2 separate regions of the Mus musculus genome follow, and region 2 is linked to region 1. Evidence: chromatin contacts called from public Micro-C data. All regions are on one chromosome and are shown on one strand. Each heading gives the region's core, a stretch centred on a gene start, on an enhancer-like site or on the middle of the called end of the contact. The rest is flanking DNA. Distances are from core to core; before and after follow the strand shown.

Region 1 (6,258 bases), core at 1,195-3,694:
AGCTGGCACAGCCTCTGGCTTTTAGGCACAACAGCAGCCTTCTCTCCAGCAACCCTAGACAACCTGGCTGCTGCCTTCTTCCTCTTCCTCAGCCGAGAGAGTCTCCCAGGGCCCAGAGGGCCAACCACAGAAAAAGTGGGCCAGGTTTCGAGTCGGCCCTCGGTCAAAGGGGTTGCTGGTGCGCTGGCGGAGGTAGGCGATTCGGTGTGAAGATATGAACTCCCAGGTAGTCGTGTTCCTGGCTACCAGGTAGAGGTGGGAGGCCAGGAGCAGGGCAACCACTAACGCGAAGAAGGAGAGCAGCAGGAAGGTGGTGAACAGGAGCCCAGTGGACCGGAGCCACAGCCCCCAGGGCTGGAAGAACTGAAGGCCAGACCTAGAGGATGGAGAGCTAGGGCTGGGCACTGCAGGGTCCCAGTGACTCCTGTTCCCTGAGTACCTGTGTGCATGCTGTCTGTGCTCCCCCAGGTACCTACCATGCCAGGCACAGGCCCCACAGCAGAACTACCAGCTGCAGTGCCAGGTAGGCCACAAAGAGCGGGTGGTTGCGTTCACCCACACAGTTCTCCATCCAGGGACAGTGGTGATCATAGCGCCGAACACAGCGGCGGCAATCACGACAGTGCCGGGCACGCAGGGGCTGCTGTGGGTACAGAGCGCAGTTTAGGCTTAGTGCTGCCTCCCCCGTGAGTCCTCCTTTGGGGAGAATGCTCAAGGCCATAGTCAGGTCCTAAATTTGGGAGGCAGGGTTAAGGATGGCCTGACTGCCCCCACAAGAGTATGTGTGTATCACCTACCAGCACCAGACAGTGTCTGCAGCGCCGGAGTGGGACGGCCTGAGGAACCATGGCTGCCTGTTCCTCCTTGGGCTCGCCCTGAAAACGAAACAAAGATTATGAGATTGGGGGTTCTCCTACCTTGGGAGGCAGACGATGCTGGGGCCATCTCTCTAGGTGCCACCGGTCCCCATTGTGCAGGACTTGGGGCCCATCTCATGTAGAGGGGACGCATGCACATGGCAGCATACTAGACGTCTGGTGACCTTTGTAAGACAGTTGTCCCCACATGGGTCTTGGGTGATGTCATCATTGTAGGAGCAAAAACACAGGGGTAGGCAAGAGGCTTCATCAAGATGCCCCCACACTGAGTGCAGCTCAGGGCTCAGCATTGAGGTCTCACTCCCCTGTTGGCCTTCGAGGTCCCTGCTTGCTTACCTGAGGCTGGGGCTGAGTAGTCACATAGCCGGGGTCCATGAGTGACACAGCCAGATAAAGCAGCAGGGAGCTTAGCACCAGGAGCAGGAATGTGAGGGGCAGGAGCAGCTCCCCTTGCTCTTCCCATTGGCGTAGCTCTGGGGAGGCCAGAGGACAGTGAGAACCATAGCAAAAGGGAAGGGCAGGAGGCGGTGGGGGTAGAAAGAAAGTAGCTGGAGGTGATATGGAGGCTAGACCTGAGGGAGGCAGGAGGAAGGGGGCTCCCCAGGGGAAGAGTCAGCCCTGGAAGAGGGTGGAGCCAGCCAGGAGCTCCAGCTAGGAAGGTGCCAGCCAGCCTGTTTAAGCCCATGGCAGTGAAGGAGGATTATGGAGAGGAGGGAGGGCTAAGAAGTGATGGACGTGGTGACACCAGACAGCTGAGCGTAGGCAACTCTGGTACCCTTGGGTGAAAGAGAGCCAAGGAGGTTTTGAAGGTGGCTGACTCCTGGTGTGGAAGCCTGAGGACAAAGGGCAAAAGCGATGGAGGAGGGCTACAGAGGAAGCCTCTGGTGGGCTCTGTTCCTTCTGGAAGGGAAACCTAGGAGGGGGCAGGAAGGGGGTGAAGGGAATGATGGGGAAAGGAGATGCTACCAGGCGAAGGTGGGAAACCTGCTCCTCGCTATAGTGGCGTCCCTTGGGGTAGTTAGTCGGCTCATAGGATTTGGGGAGTGGACCGGAAAGCCAAGTCCTTAAGTCTAGCGGATTTCTTAATCTTATTTAGGGAGGGGTTGGGAGGCAATTTCTGGGAAGGACAGGTAGAGCCCAGGGATGGGAGAGATGGGGCCTCTAGTTGGTCCTCTGATGGGCTCTGGTGGTCTTTGGATGGATGGACATCTATCGATGACAGAAAATTACTGGGATTAATTAGGGTCCAACTTGGGAATCAGGCGGAGAGAGGATGATCCCCGGACCGACATAGGAGAAAGACGCTTGAGGAACTGGTGGGAGATAGAAATGGAGATTTCAATGTGTCTGAGGATTAGGGGGACCCCGGTATACCCACGCGTGATCGGGTGGGCTCGGGGTGGCGCGGTGTCCGGCTCACCGGTGTCGTGCAGGAAGAGCACCAGAGTGATTCCCCAGGTCAGCACGGTGTGCCCAGTCCGCACCAGCATCCCAGAGTTAAGCGGCGGCCAAAGAGCCATGGCCTTGGCCCCCGCCCGAGCCCACCCGGAAGAAGCGCGCAGAAGGTGGGGCCGCGGGGCAGCGGGGCTGCAGCAACGCGGGGATTGGTGGCTCTGCATTAGAGGCGGGGCACGGGCGGCTCAGGGAGGCTGTCTATTGGGTGCCACCGGCGGCCCCTCAGGCCAACAGGTGCCCGAGGAGGCTGAAGGCGGGGCCCGCGCGCGCACAGCCTACAACTCCCTAACTCCGCCTCCTGTGGGCCAGGTAACTTTGCAAAACCCGGGAGGCGGAAGCCTCCGAAGACAACCCCACCCCCGCATGCGCATGCGTGCCCATCTTTGATCCCCGGAGGCCACGCGGAGCTTGCTCCCAAGGGGCGATGGGCCGGGCTTGCAGGAGGGCACGCCTTGATGACACACTTTCCTCTTATTCGTTTTCTGATTTTGCAAACGGATGATGGGAAAAAGGAGGGTTCTGGTGCGGAGTCTGGACACGCATGGCCCAGCTTGGAGTCAGAGAAATAATTGTCCGGCCTATGACTCTCGAGGCAAGTTACTGAGCTTCTTTAGGCTACTTTCTGCCTCTTCAATGGGGTTGGTAATAGTACCCGCGTCTTAGACAGGTATTTGTCTCCCCTGCTACCACCACGGCCCAACCAGACTGACTTTCTCTCCTTGTGTTCCTTGAACCTCCCCCATTCAGCTGACTTCCACCTGATGACCCTCTTCTAGCCCAAAGCCCAGTGTGCATGCTCTTGGGATTTGTTTTGGTCAAATAGACATCCCTTTTTCTGAAGAACTGACTTCCTATGGCCAGGGTGGTTATGGAAGGATTGGTTGTCCATCGTGTGTGCGCGCGCACGCACCCGCGCGAGTGTGTATTGGGGGACGGGGGGACGGGGGGCGGTTAGGGCCAATCATACTATTCCATATGAGATTAAACAGAGGCTGGGGATTAACACAATTGGTAGACTGTCTAGCAAGCACTAAAGGCTGGGTTATCGCCCCAGCATGGTATATATGATATGGTGGTACATGCCTGAAATCTCAACAAACTGGTGATAGAGGCAAGAAAATTCAAGGCCATCCTCTATACATGTGGAGGGAGGGGACTAAAGCCAACTAATTGTGTGACATAAAAGCTAGTTCCCAAAGAAGGGGTTGGGCTGTCCACACCTTTTTGTTGTTGTTAAAGATTTATTTATTTGTTTTATGTAAGTACACTGTCACTTAAGATACACTTAAGGGCATCAGATTGCATTACAAATGGTTGTGAGCCACCATGTGGTTGCTGGGAATTGAACTCAGGACCTCTGGAAAAGCAGCCAGTGCTCTTAACCACTGAGCCATCTCTCCAGCCCCTGCCCACACCTTTAATCCAATTCTTTGGGATGTAGAGACAGGCAAAGGGCAGCCTGGTCCACATAATGAGTTCTAGGCCAGCTGTCCATAGAAAAATAAAACAAAAAGATCAAAACAAAGTACACAACCATTTGTGAGTCAGGGAGTGTGTGTGTGTGCAAGCTGATGTGATAGCTGGCTCACAGAAATGAAAGGACAACCCTAGCTGTTGGCTCTCTCCTGCCATGTGGGTTCCAGGGACAGAAATCAGGTCAGCAGGCTTACAGGCTGACTGTGTGTGGATATTTTTCCTGAATGTATATCTGTGCACCATGTTCATGCCTAGTGTTTGCAGAGGTTCTAAGAGTAACCAGGTCCTCTGGAGTTACAGATGGTTATGAGCACCATGTGAGTGCTAGAAACTGAACTGAGGTCCCTTGCAAGAGCCACAAGTACAGTGGGGCATGGTGGTGCACGCCTTAATCTCTGTACTCAAAGGCAGAGGTAGCCTAGTTTTCATAGTTTCAGGGCAGCCAGAGCTACATAGAGAGAAAGGTCTTATTTTGGGGTGGGGCAGCTGGCTGGTGAGGCAGAGGCAGGTAAGTGGATCTTTGGAGTTTGAGACCAGCCAGTGTAGTCTACAGAACTACTTGTGTAGTTCCAAGACAGCAGGAATACACAGAGAAACCCTCATTGGGAGTGTGTGTGTGGGTGTGTGTGTATGTGGGTGGGATATACAAGTGCTCCTAACCACCAGGGCATCTCCCTAGCCAGTGGGGTGTTTTTGTTTTGGTTTTCCCATGGTGGTGCTTTTAATCCCAGCACTCTGAGGCCGAGAGGCAGGTGGAGTTTGAAGCCAGCCTGGTCTACAAAGCAAGTTCCAGGATGGCTAAGGCTACATACACCAAGAAACCCTGTCTCAATAAAAACAAAAAACAAAAAAATCAGTGTATTTATTTGTACTTTTTTGGGTGGGTGGTCTCTTCTCTCTCAATATATGGGTCCTGGGAGTGGAACTCAGTCTTAGTGGTAGGGCTCCTTGTGGCACAGCCAGTAAGAAAGATCCCTGGATGGGCAGCCAGGAGAGGTTCATGCTTGCCACTCTTCCAGAGAAGTTTGGGTCTCAGCACTCAGACCATATAGTTGTGACCTGCTGCCCTCTTCTGGCCACCATGGGCACTGTACACAAGTAGTGTACACACACAAAACAACTAAAATGAATTTATAAAGAGCCCTGGAAACCCAGGGTTCTGTGCTGTGTGCTGACCCTTAGCAAAGCCCTGATGGGCTGTTCACAGCCATGGAGTGGCAGGTGCCATAGCCTCAGCATCAACAAGTGGCCAGGTAGTGGGATGGAGTGAGCAGGAAGCAGTGTTCTAGACACTGGCAAGAGCAGGCACCTGGGCTAGGAGCACACTGTGCATCCGGGGGGACCCTGTGCCCCCTCCTTTGCTATGGCAACCTGAGGTGAGAAGGCACATCACCTCTTGAGTGCATGTACCCATCTGTGGGCTGAGAATGTGTCGTGGACAAGGGGAAGCCCCATACATGTGTACACATTAGGCATGCACATCCAGCTCCCTCCCAGACTCACATGGCCCTCAAGTTCAAGGCAAACACCCACATGTGACAGACAGCTTTTCTGCCTCAGCCCTGTGGGCTGCCAATGGTAGAAGGCACTGTTGTGGGCTCTGCTGGGGCGAAGAGGGGACCCCTGTTCTACCAGGAAGGATGCAGACAGCATGCCAGCTCCCAGAACTGTTTAATCTGATCCTGGCACTCCTGCTCACCCTCTGTGTGGTCTGAGAACACATGGCAGGTGTGTGAGCAGCTGTGAGCTCTGCCCTCCCACCTGAACCTGCATGTTCCCTGCATCTCAGTGGGACTGTCTCTGTGCTCGCCATGGCAATGCCCTGTCTGAGATGCCATCCCTCAGAGGCTCCCCCTTTCTGCTGGGTTCAGCTCAGCCTTTCGTAGAGGACTCCCACCCCCCTACTTGTTCCCCTCTATGATACTATCTGGCACCCGTCAGACCAGAGCCACTTCACCATGCCAGCAGGAGCCCTTCTCCTCTTTGCTGCAGAATGGCGAGTTTATATTTATTTTGTGTCTCTCCCAGCAGACTATGTTGTCTCCCAGGGGCTCTGCCAGTCTGGTGGACAGCTATGACCCCAGTGTCTGGGCACAGAGATGTGGAGAGAATGTCATAGACACATAACCTCAGTCTGCCACCTGTCTCCTGATTGTAGGCACATAAACCCACAGTAAAATTACCCACACTCCAGGAGACCCCTAGCTCCTTCCCTGACCTCTGACCGTGTACCTCAGCCCAGTATCCCCCAGTCTCCTCCGGAAAGAAAAGACACCACTCTCCTGCACTTTGCACAAAATGTATTTCTGTGACATCCTGAAGTACAGACATTTCCCCAGACCCAGGTAGGAAAGCAATGGGATGCGAGTTCTGCTCAGGGCCTGCAGGGCCAGAGGACGTGGGATGGAAAGGATGGGCTGAGGCTGCCCAAGTGCTGCATGGGCGAAGC
Region 2 (6,258 bases), core at 1,726-4,225, 240 kb after region 1:
CTGGGGCTGTGCCTTCTGGACACTGTAGGTGTCTGGGATTCATCTGCAGCTGCAGCAGCCCCAGATCTCTTAGAGTGCTGTGTGTTTTCATTGGTTCTAGGAAAAGGACGGAGGCCACTGTGTCTTCACTGTATAGTGAGTTTTTAAATTTTTTACTTATTATTAGTATATGCACATGTGTGAGGAGGTCAGAGACAAATGTGTGGGGTCAGTTCCACCTTTATGTGAACTCGGGCTCAGTTCATCAGGCTCGTGCAGCAAGGGTCTTCCCCCCAGACACATGTTAAAGAGAGTGTTGGTCTTTTGGAAAGTTGGCACCGTGGGTGGCATTTTTCAGTGTGGCACTGTAGTGTTTCATTATAGCACATGGTGTTGAACTGTCTTCCTCAGGGCCTCTGGACCATGGCTTAATTACAGTTGAACCTTGGCATGTGCCTCCTTGTTCCAAAAACCTTGCCATCTGTCTGACTTGTTCTTCAGTACAGACTGCCTATAGACCCCTGAGTCTCCAGACCTACTACTGTAAGACTTGCCTCCCTGATAGGGTCATGTCCATGTTGCTGCCTTTTAGAACCCAGCAATAGCCTGGTGAGGTGGACATGCCTGAATCCCGGCAATTACTGTACACAGGCAGGTGCATCTCTTAAGTTTGAGGCTAGCCTGGTCTATGGAGTGAATTCAGGACAACTAGAGATACACAGTGAGACCCTTCCAGGGGTTGCGGGGTGAGGGGAGCCAGGAATCCAACCATACAGCCGTTCTTACATTGTACCTCTGTCGTCTTGGAAACTGACCTGATGAACTTTAATTCCCACTCTCTCCCTCCCATGGCTACTAAAATATTTGTTCTGCACCTGCAGGCACCAGAGGTATTATAGCTGGGCTTCAGCTGCTTCTCCACCCCTTTTCCTCTACCCTTCCAACCCTGCAGTGCTAGATGGGAGATAAAAAGGATAGGGAGGAAAGGAAAGAGATCCCTGAGGAAAGTCCAAGTTTGGATGGAGGCAGCGTGATCGGTAGACCACTTCCTGCTGATGAGAGGCATAGAGATCCTAGGGGCAAGTTTGATCTTCGCCATCAGAATATCTGATTTCTTTTTGTTGTTGTTTCTTCTTTGCTCACAACTACCTAACAAACCAACCACCAACCCACCTGTGGGCGCTAGCATTTATACAACCTCACCCTCTGGCCATTGCCCAGGATTCCATATGTCACACAACTGCAGAAATTCTCTGCAGCTGGCAGTCACACCCTGCCAGACCACAAGGCAAATCAAAGTCAGCTGCTGTGGACGGTCTGAAGCAGCCCTGTGTCCCACACCTGGGATTAAACTGAAAGCACATTATTAAATATTTCTGTGATTTGTGTTTTTTTGTTTTGTTTTTTTCGAGACAGGGTTTCTCTGTGTAGCCCTGGCTGCCCTGGAACTCACTCTGTAGACCAGGCTGGCCTAGAACTCAGAAATCCACCTGCCTCTGCCTCCCAAGTGCTGGGATTAAAGACGTGCACCACCACTGCCCAGCAATTTCTGTGTTTTTTTAAAGAAATCAAAACTCTAGAATTATCACTACAGGATATAGCAATGAATAAGCAGGGAAGGCCTGGTCACAAAGTGAGGACAGCGCAAGAAAGATGACCCATAGAACCCGCTAACTGTGCTCCTAGAGCCTCACAGAGACTCTCTGACTTGCTTGGCTTGTACAGCCTAATTTTGAGGGTTTGTTCTTAGTCTTACAGTAACTCATTCTGATGGGTTAACTTGATATCCCTGGGAGGTCCATTCTTTTCTTTTTTAATGGAAATGTAGGAAGGGGACTGGGAGGAGTGAAGGGAGGGGAAACTGCTGTTTGACTCAAAGTGTCAGAGAAGGGGTGGGGAGGCTGGGAGGGGTGTTAACTGTGGTGGCAGAGGCAGCTGGATCTTTGAGTTTGAGGCCTAGCCTGGTCTACAAAGTCAGTTACTAGACAGCCAGGCTACACAGAGACACTGTGTATTGAGAGAGGGGTGGGGGCAGATAAGGGCTTGAGGTCAGTTGTAAACTCGCAGATGAAACTGTAAGGGGGTTGTACTTGATGATAATGGCAAGGACGATGATGTGATAGCTAACACATGACATAAGAGTAGCCATGGTGGCCTCTGAGAAGTAATGCCAGACACCTGAGTATGTAAGATGCCTTGGGCAGAGAGCATGTCGGCATGAAGTCTAGGCAGATGAGACTGCAGGCGTTGAGTGCAGGAGAAAGCACTTGGTATGTTCAGAGCCATCGATGAGTGGGTGTGGTTATTAGCACATGCTAACAGGGAAGCTGGAGCACAGAGGACCATGGGTTAGCCACAGCCTGCATAACAACATGGTGAGACCACTTTCAAAGAAACGAAAAGGAGGAGGTTGTAGGGAGGGCTGGGCTAGAGGGAGCCCAGGTGGGGCTGAAGGTCCTACAGCAGGTGACCTTCTTGTCCCTGGGAAGCCTGAGCAGAATGCGGAGCACAGGAAGGATGGATGGAGTTCCGATTGGGAATGGCCTCATGAAGCCCTTCACTTCTTGGTTCTTAAAGTCTGTCTTGAGCATAATCCTTCTCCCGCCCATTGCAGGCAGACGTCATGCACTTGACTGACATGGCAGTGCGGCGCCAGCTGTTTCTTGATGTGCTTGATGGGACCAAAGCATTAGTAAGTATGCCCGGGAGTTCCCCTTTCCTGAAGGTCACACAGGGAGCTCTCAGTGCTCAAAGGGCGGTCAGTCAGTGCTCAGGTGGCCTGGAGGTGAGGCTCAGTGATAAAGAGGTGCCCCAGCTCCTTGCTCCTGGGAGAAGTCAGGGTTAGGTGAGGAGGGCCTGTGTGTCTATCTGTGCAGTGGAGGCTGCTTCTAAGCAGCCAGACTCCTGACTGCTCTGCCGCTCCTCCCCTCAGCTCCTTGTGGCAGCATCTGTGAACTGCCTCCGGCTGGGCTCCATGATGTGCACCCTGCTGCTTATCCTCCTACGCCAGTGGAAGAGGTGAGTGCTGGGACGAGAGCTGGCCGCCCGAGGCTCCATCTGCCTCAGCACTGCCTGCCCACCCTTCCTCACCCAGACCGTCTAGTATACTTCACAGAAAATGGAGCAACTCGGCAGACAAGCCTGCAGTGAGGGAGACTGCCTGTGGCTTCTGAGGGGCACTGGGGACACTGAGTGAGGCATGCTGCTGCCTTGGTCTTTCAGAGAGCTGGGTGCTGTGGAGAAAATCCTTGGGCCCTTGACAGAGATCCTGGAAGGGGTGCTTCAGGCAGACCAGCAGCTCATGGAAAAGACCAAGGCCAAGGTGTTCTCTGCATTCATCACAGTGTTACAGATGAAGGAGCTGCGAGGTGAGCCCCAGCTCCAACTGGGCCGTGGGATTTTTACACCGGGAGTGCTTTATTTCCCACTACCCCTTCCCCTTCCTCTTGGTACTCTACTGCCTTTCGTCAGAATGGCCCACCTGTGTGACAGCACCCTCTCATCTGTTCTGCAGTCGGTGATATCCCCCAGTACTCCCAGCTGGTGCTGAACGTCTGTGAGACTCTCCAAGAAGAGGTGATTGCACTCTTTGATCAGACCCGCCACAGCCTGGCATCCGACAGCGCTGCCGAGGACAAGGACAGCATGGAGACAGATGACTGCCCTCGGCCCCGGCACAAGGACCAGCGTGATGGGGTGAGGGGACATCAGCAGGCTGTCTGACAGCACACAGGCTGTACTCAAGGCTGCCACCACCCTGGGGGAGGACGGGAAGGTGGGAGCCTGTGGGCGCAGGCTTTGAGGGAAGCCCTGGGAGAGGCATGGCTCTCAGCCATTTCAGCAGAGCTAGTCAGGCAGGCATCGTGTGCCGGGAAGATCGGGTGGACCGTGGAAGGTGTGAGCAGCTTCAGGTCAGCATCTGCTGTGTTCTGATCCCTGGTTGGTGTGAGCAGAGTGAGGGCAGGGGTGGGCTAGAGAGGGTTGCTTTATAGGGCAGGCATGGGCTCTTTAACCTAAGGGCTCACTCTAGAAGAGATAATGGATACACTATAGAACAGTCTTTTCTCTGGTGAGGGCAGGACTTAAGACAGGGTTTCTCTGTGTAACAGCCCTGGCTGTCCTTTGTAGACCAGGCTGACTTAAAACCTATAGAGATCTGCTGCCCTCTTGCCTCTGCCTCTGTTTCCTCCACCCAAAAGCTGGGATTAAAGGCATGCTCTACTATGCCTGACTAGAGCAATGTTTTCTACTACCAGCCTTTTCCTTTTTATTTATTTTTTATTTATTTATTTTTTTTTAGAGGTAGTCCTACTTTGTAGCCCAGGCTAGCCTCTAACTTCCTGCCTATTCTAAAAAGAATTTCGGGTATGTTTTGTATGATGTGAAAGCAAGTACTATTAGTGGGAAACAATAAGTACGTTTATGCTGGGGCATAGTCTTATTAAGTGTCTTGGTATGAATTGTAGTCACATAGAAGTGCATATTGTCTTCCTCTGTCGGTCTCTACTAACTCCTCTGAAGTAGAGTCTCTTCCTGAACCTGGGGCTCATGGCTTCTCAGGCACACTAGGACCTAGTAAGTCTACTGATTCTCAGCATGCCTCAGACCTGGGAATACAGGCATACGTAGATCTGCCTTGTTATGTGGGTACTAGCACCAAAGTCCAGTCCTCGGGCTTAATGTTTATGTATCTAAGTGTTTTGTGTGTGTGTGTGTGTGTGTGTGTGTGTGTGTGTGTGTGTGTGTGTGTGCATGCCTGGTGCCTCCAGAGGCCAAAAGAGGGCAATTAGATGCCCTGGAACTAGAGTTAGAGATAAGTTTTGAACCCTTTTTAAAGTAAGGAAAGGAATTTTTAGTTGATATGGGTCAAAATGTATCCTATAAAAAGACATTCCTGTGTTTTATCGGTAATTTAGTGTTTTGATATGTGTCATGGGACGGTTTTTTCTGGTCCTGTCTATTTGCTGTTCAAAATTCCACCTATAGCTGTGTTACTGTTGGTAATTGTGGCTGCTGAGAAAGGGGGTGGCTTCTTTTAGGGTGTGACCCCTGCCCAGTTGACTGAGCTCCAGAGGAGCAGCACAATTGGACTCAAGGTGGTCCTTGCTGATAGCTTTTGTTTTGTTTTAGACAGGGTCTCACTGTGTAACCCTGGCTGGTCTGGGATGCACTTTTGTTGACCAGGTTGGCCTCAAACAGAAATCTGACTTGCCTCTGCCTCTCGAGTGCTGGGTAAGGTGTGTATTACCATGCCTGGTGATTAAGAAAGAAAGTTGGCTGGGTAGAGAGATGGAAGGTGGGTTTGAGAGAAGTTGATGGGATAAATATAATCAAAATACATTATATGAAAATCTCAAATAATAAAATTATTTTTTAAATGTAAGTGTATAATAGGCCGTGATGTCGCATACCTTTAATCCCAGCATTCAGGAGGCACAGGCAGATGGATCTTTGAGTTTGAGGCCAGCCTGGCCTACACAGTGAGTTCTGGACAGTGAGGGATACACTGTCTCTCGAAAAACAAACAAAAGGGTATAAAACACTGGTGTTTGAATAGAGCCTGAGGTTGCAGATGGAGGAAGATGCTGTGGTTAGCAAAAGGTCAGGCCACTCAGAATGCCAGTGGTAGTAGAGTGGTGTGGAGAGAAGGGCACAGATGTACAGGGCAAGAAGCAGGAATGGCCCCAGACACACTTGTGAGAGGATCCCTGGGCAGCGAGGCCAGCACCAGCCCTCTGCCTCTTCCTTCCCGCAACTGCCTTTTCCACCTTTCCCCTGACTGCCAGCAGGTGTGTGTCCTGGGACTGCATCTGGCTAAGGAGCTCTGTGAGGTGGATGAGGATGGGGACTCATGGTTGCAGGTGACCCGAAGGCTCCCCATTCTGCCCACGCTGCTCACCACGCTGGAGGTGAGCCTCCGCATGAAGCAGAACCTGCATTTTACTGAGGCTGCGCTGCACCTGCTCCTCACCCTGGCTCGAACCCAGCAAGTAAGACGCCCTGCTTGTGCCGAATGGTTCCCTTGTAAACCAGAGTTTGACTCGGATCTCTTCCTGCCCTGGGCAAATCTTTGTGGGCTCCATCTAATTATGGGTTTTTCCTCTAGGGAGCCACAGCAGTGGCTGGAGCTGGCATCACCCAGAGCATCTGTTTGCCCCTCTTGAGTGTATACCAGCTTAGCAGCAATGGCACAGGACAGGTGAGTGCCCACGACCCTGCGTCTTGTCCTTCTCAGGTGCCCACCTTGCTGCTCTTCTCTCATGTTATATATCTATCAGA

What was found. A called contact is a pair of places that touch in the nucleus more often than the background predicts.
Region 2: a Micro-C map of embryonic stem cells shows a contact between it and region 1, with 1.8 times the contacts expected there. The contact joins the enhancer-like site here to the promoter of Zdhhc12 in region 1. A contact is called at or near these places in 7 of 39 promoter capture datasets (the 3T3-L1 cell line, the HPC-7 cell line, cranial neural crest and 2 more), 4 of 484 Hi-C or Micro-C datasets (brown adipocytes, embryonic stem cells and pro-B cells), 3 of 115 datasets of contacts at active chromatin or transcription factors (embryonic stem cells and pro-B cells) and 4 of 9 other capture datasets (adipose tissue, embryonic stem cells, liver and 1 more).

Annotation. Positions count from the first base shown.
Region 1 is chr2:30,091,191-30,097,448 of GRCm38.p6, forward strand. Zdhhc12 (zinc finger, DHHC domain containing 12) reads right to left here and starts at 2,445. Exons shown (of 5, transcript NM_001037762.1): 1 at 2,299-2,445; 2 at 1,215-1,351; 3 at 798-875; 4 at 477-643; 5 at 1-376. The coding sequence starts at 2,398. The coding sequence ends at 55. It overlaps Zer1 (zyg-11 related, cell cycle regulator), which reads right to left. Exons shown (of 16, transcript NM_001290503.1): 16 at 6,093-6,258.
Region 2 is chr2:30,333,731-30,339,988 of GRCm38.p6, forward strand. Nup188 (nucleoporin 188) reads left to right here. Exons shown (of 44, transcript NM_198304.3): 31 at 2,594-2,671; 32 at 2,912-2,997; 33 at 3,202-3,347; 34 at 3,494-3,675; 35 at 5,769-5,969; 36 at 6,086-6,178. Among named protein-coding and RNA genes, the nearest start is that of Sh3glb2, 22 kb to the right of the region's middle. Within about 2 kb of position 2,976, at least 21 of the 459 cell types and tissues checked have an H3K27ac peak or open chromatin away from gene starts, as enhancers often do. A contact at or near this core is called in embryonic stem cells and hippocampal neurons, where this site is marked.